2 separate regions of the Zea mays genome follow, and region 1 is linked to region 2. A link is a contact called in public Hi-C data. All regions are on one chromosome and are shown on one strand. Each heading gives the region's core, a stretch centred on a gene start, on an enhancer-like site or on the middle of the called end of the contact. The rest is flanking DNA. Distances are from core to core; before and after follow the strand shown.

What was found. Hi-C and Micro-C count contacts between places; a contact is called where the count stands out from the background.
Region 1: a contact with region 2 is called in a Hi-C map of leaf, with 2.2 times the contacts expected there. The contact joins the promoter of LOC100192822 here to the promoter of LOC100282930 in region 2. A contact is called at or near these places in 4 of 25 Hi-C or Micro-C datasets (ear, leaf and tassel).

The regions. Positions count from the first base shown.
Region 1 is chr3:183,335,391-183,338,090 of Zm-B73-REFERENCE-NAM-5.0, reverse strand. LOC100192822 (Exostosin family protein) reads right to left here and starts at 1,450. Exons shown (of 8, transcript NM_001138013.1): 1 at 1,124-1,450. The coding sequence starts at 1,393.
Region 2 is chr3:183,205,983-183,208,682 of Zm-B73-REFERENCE-NAM-5.0, reverse strand. LOC100282930 reads right to left here and starts at 1,350. Exons shown (of 2, transcript NM_001155835.2): 1 at 613-1,350. The coding sequence starts at 1,230.

The sequences.
Region 1 (2,700 bases), core at 201-2,700, 130 kb before region 2:
GAGTATATGAGATGTGACATTGGTACTACAATTAGTGATGAAGGAGATGTAAGTTTGGGAGGGCAGGTAGTACCAAAGGACACCTTCCGTTATTGGGATCGATGCTACAGAGAGATGGTGATATTCATGAAAATGTTAGCCATAGAATCAAAGCGGGATGGATGAAATGGCGTAAAGCATCGGGAGTCCTATGTGACAAGAGAGTGCCACATAAGTTGAAAGACAAGTTCTACAGGACAACGATTAGGCCTGCTATGTTATATGGGGCTGAGTGTTGGCCTACTAAGAGTCGACATATCCAACAACTAAGTGTCGCAAAGATGCGTATGTTGTGTTGGATATGTGGGCACACAAGATTGGACCGAGTGAGAAATGATGACATACGCGATCGGCTAGGAGTAGCGCCAATTAAAAAAAGCTTATTTAACACCGGCTGAGATGGTTTGGCCATGTCCATCGGAGACCCCCAGAGGCACCGGTGCATAGAGGCATCATAAGACGGGACAATAATGTGAAGAGAGGTAGATGTCGACCAAACTTGATATGGGAGGAGCCAATCAAAAGGGACTTGAAGGAATGGAATATCCCAATAGAGTTATGTTTGGATAGAAGTGCTTGGAAAGAAACTATCCGCGTGCCTGAACCGTGATTAGTCCTTTTTCCTTCTAGTGCTCTCAAAAGCTTTTCCCCTCCTCTATCTCTCTCTTTCTCTTTTTGGTGACATCTTGTTGGGTTTTAACTCTAGCTTACCCCAACTTACTTGGATAAAAGGCTATGTTGAGGTTGAGATTGAGTTGTGTGTTAAGTAACAAAATTTTGAATCAGGAATTTATCGAATTGCACGGTGCAGAGTACGTTGCTTGAAACATTGATTGAGATGGACGGCCTAGAGACACAAGTATGAATGTATGATTGATGTTGTGCAGGTTCAATAGTATACGCCCTCTGAGTCGAATTAGGTTAGGACCAGGGGCAGCAGCTATACTGTAATGTAGGGAGCGGCGTAGCGCAATTGCAACAAACTATTTGTGCGTTGCCTCCTTAGACAAGATCAGCGCCGGTGTTCTGTGACCAAGGGGGAGAGCGATTTAAGAGAAAAGAGGTGGTGGGGTCCAAGGCTTACCTGGGTGCCCCATTGGCCCTTGAGGCATGTGGCGGCGTTGATGGTGCCGTCGCGTCCCCGGAGCAGGGCGCGGAGGCCCTGGATCTCGTCCTCAGCGTAGACGTAGATGCGGAGGTCAGCGGAAGAGAAGGGCCGGCCGGGGTTTATGGGGGCGGAGGAATATGTGTCGAGGAGGAAGCGGTCGAAGAGGCGGGTGAGGAGGAAGGTGGCAGAGACGAGGACCAGAGCGCCCACCTGGTGAGCGCGGCTGCAGGCTTGGTGGTGCCGCATGCTCGCATAGCTCGCCGGAGCCAAAGATGGGATAAAAAGTGAGGGGATCTGGTTCCGAATTTCCGATCATGAGCCCGGCGCGCCGACGATCAGCAGCAGCCAGCAGGTTAGCTTCGGTGAGCGGATCAGCGGACCTTGTTTCAATCTCTCCAGTTGGGCCGGGCCTTCTAGATTTCATCATTCTTTGACTGGGCCTCACCCAGTCGGGGTGGCAACGGCCAACGGGTGTAGCTTGTGCATCTAGAGTAAACTGTTGAGAACTACGTTACCACGGATCACCAGATCCGCTCCCATCCATCCCGTCAGCAGTAGAGGCGCAAGAAGATGTAGAGAACCCGTCTCCCTTCCCATAAGCATGACAGAGGAAACACACGAGACACTGGATATAGGGTTGGGCCTCTGGCCTCTTTCTGATCTATATTCCATACGAGGGGGTACATGTTCTATATATAGAAATGTGATTGCCCTCAGGGGCATATTCGGTATTTGCCCACATAACCCTTTATTAGGGTTTCTCAACACTCCCCCTTGGGCGAATACCGCGACCAACACATGCCTCATTAAAACTCCCAAAAAACCCAGTGGGAAAATATGGAGAAAGAGCGCATGGTGACGCATATTGCATTTGCACTTTGTTGCCTCGTTAAAAACCTCATGTGAGAAACTTCAGGAAAACTCACCAAGGAAAAAGAGTACAACAACTGTCATTAGGACATATTTCGATCTTCTATATCTAGATTCAATTGAATCTTCTATAAAGGCTAACTTTAGAAATGTGCTCCCCCTGATCCTTGCAAAATTGTATCAATAAGGCAAAACATCTTCTTCTGGAAGTATATGCACATAAAGATTTAGCAAACAGATTGCATATCCTTGCAAGGACTATTTCAGGAACTTTACCTCTACTCACTTCTAGTATATACGAGGTAAGTGCACGTATCAATATAAATAAGCCACTTTGATTGATGGTGTTTGATCGACTGGATCTATATATTTGATAGAAAGTTCCATAAAGGTTCACATATTGATCATCAAGCTCACACCTTCAGTGCATAGAATATGACATTTATTGTCTCACGATTGTGATCAATATAAGCATTCGCTCCCCCTGACGATGACATCTGTCAAAGTCGTTATCCCTCATAACTCAAGCATATTCTTCAAGATATATGTCTTATTGTTCATCTGGAATAACGAGAATGGATGAGGTTGGGGTACTATCATTTTCTATCTTACACCACAATTTATACATAGTTGTGCAAAGCAAATAACATGTCCTTCAATAAGACTTAGGGGATAATATAGTT
Region 2 (2,700 bases), core at 101-2,600:
GCGCCTTCAATCCGCCCGGCTCAGCCGCTAGTGAAACCGATGATCCCCCTTCCTATCTGGTTGTGACAACGCCACCCGTAAACAGATGGACGTGCGTATACAGTGTCTGCATGCATGTGTCATAAGGACCTGACAAGCTGCTAAACTATCTAATAAATTCTTGAGAGAACAGATGGACGGGAACTAGTGAAAGCACAGCAGGGCGCAACGATTGCCTACGATGACATTTCAAATTTCTTTCTTTCTTTCTTTCCATGTCGATATGCTACTACAAACCCTCAGTCAGACCAAATTCACAATCACGCCTTAAATTCCAATCTGGGTGGCCTTCAGGCGGATGGAAAATTGAACAACTGTCATTTAAATAGCGGTCAGATGTTACCTAAATTGTGGAACAGTTGGGTGTTATTTCTACTTTAATTCCAGTCTTCAACTACCCGATATGTTCCGTGTTGCCGGTAATAAATAGTCTGTAATTGCGAACCTGGGTCTGGGTGCTACCAAATACTACGTACGAATGCATCCAGCGATCGAGATGAAACTATTATTACTATTATTTTAGCAGGAAATTAAGAAGTGGTAGCTGAGCCGTGGGATCGGAGTACGTGGAACCTTGCAGATGGACATGAAGTCGAAGTCGGTCTCCCTATCCCCCATGCCGACGTCGGGCAGCGCGTCGCCGAGCTCCTTGACGACGGCCTTCTTCTTGTGGTCGCCGACGAGCACGCCTGGCCTGGCCATGAAGCCCGTGGCCTTGCCGTCCCTGCCGACCTCCAGCTCGGTCCCGACGACCTTGTCGGCGCCGAGGAAGGCCCTGGCGAAGGGCTCGACCATGACCCTGGGGCTGGCCGTGACGACGTAGCGCCTGCCGAAGGAGCTGAACACCCTCCAGCTCTCCGGGTGCACGTCGCCCGCGTAGAACCTGGGGAGCACGGAGCGCGCCACCATCTCGATGCTGCGCACCTTGAGCCCCGCCACGGAGATGTACACCAGCGTGCTGATGGCCAGCGACTCGGAGAAGAAGGCGTAGGTGACGTAGACGAACGGCACGGACAGGAGCAGCAGCGCGGCGCGGAGGACGCTGCCGGCCTCGAGAGCCACGAGGAGGTAGTAGGGGAACGCGCTCCTGGAGATGAGCAGCGTGCCGTCCAGGTCGGCGGCCACCGTCTGCTCCGACCGCCCCTCCGAGCAGCACTCCTCGATGGGCTTGAATCTGGGAGACGCCACCATCTTGCTGGTAGTACGTGCTCGGTGTCTCGGCCCCAGACCCAGAGGAGAGACGTCGTACTGCTGCGTGCGAGTTGCTTGGCAGTGGAGTGGGGCGGCGAGGTGGAGTTAATATACGCGCGCGAGGTTGGTCATGACATTGCATTGCATTTGCAGGCCAGGGCCACGACGCGCGAGGTGACGGTGTATAATTGCAGTAGTGCAGCAAGTCATCCTCTCCTCGCAGTCGCAGCTAACTTGAGTGGCCATTACTTCTAGAGAGCGATGTCTATGCGGTGCTCCAGTGACCACGGGAGAGCACCGTTCGAGTAGCGCCTAGCTAGCAGCGATACCTGTCGCTTGTTTAGCCCCAAGCTGAGCTGATGAGGTCGCTGTACGCCGCGCCAGGTAAGGTGAATGAAAGCCGTTGCGTTATCTCGTCTGTTTCGTGTTTTCTCACCAACACGTTGAATTTATGAGGCGGACAGACGGGTAAAGTGGCGCCAACGGGCAGCCGTGTCATATCGTGCGTGGATCCATCCACATTTACGATGCCCGGCCGGGACGGAAAGCTAATGGTTTTTTTTTCTTCCCTACGAAAGAGATGGCTAAATGTGTCACACTTTACCTAAGGTTAGTCGTTCGAATTTTGCCTAACTTTTCTGCCTAAGATTAGTTCTTCAATTCGAACGACTAAACTTAGGCAAAGTGTGGTATAGTTAGCCACGAATCAAACAGAACCTAGGCAAAAAAGTGAGGCAAAGTGTGGCAAGTTAGACATCAAACCAAAGAGACCTTGAAGCATGGACAGCGTGCGCGACTGTGGTGGATGGGAGAGCACACACAGCGGCTTTAATCGCGTCGGAATAGTTGGTTGGGAAGTTTATTGAGCGTCCGCCCGCCCATTGATTTGCGTCGCCGCTCGCCGACTCGGACGTGGATAAGCCTCGCTCGCCAGTCAATACAGCAGCTAATAATACCACGGTATTACAGGTACCACAATTTTGCGATACTGTAGTTTACAAATACCATTGTATTCAATTGCCGGCAGCAGAAATATACCTGTTTTTGCTTTACCTCATCTAAACCACGGTATTTTTTAAGAACAAGTGCTTGTTTGGTTCTATAGTTCTCTTTCAATAAAAATTCCACATGTGCAAAGTTTAATATATATCAAAGCACCAAAATTTATCGCTCTAGTGAAAAATATCGTACCTAAAGATGATAATGGGCCTCGATCCTCGATTCCTCGCGAGGAATTTCTCCATTAGTGAATGGGGAGGGTTACCCCGCGGGGATGTAAACAGAAAAAAAATCATCTCTCAACGGGGGACGGAGATAGGAAAACATTTTCTATCTCCGTTCTCCGCAGTGACCCGTTAAACTTATATATGATAATATTTTCATGTAAACTATAATGATAAAAAATAAATAATTAGATAACTCGTTGTACAAATATGTTTATTTTGATGTACACATAATGATTTCTGACAT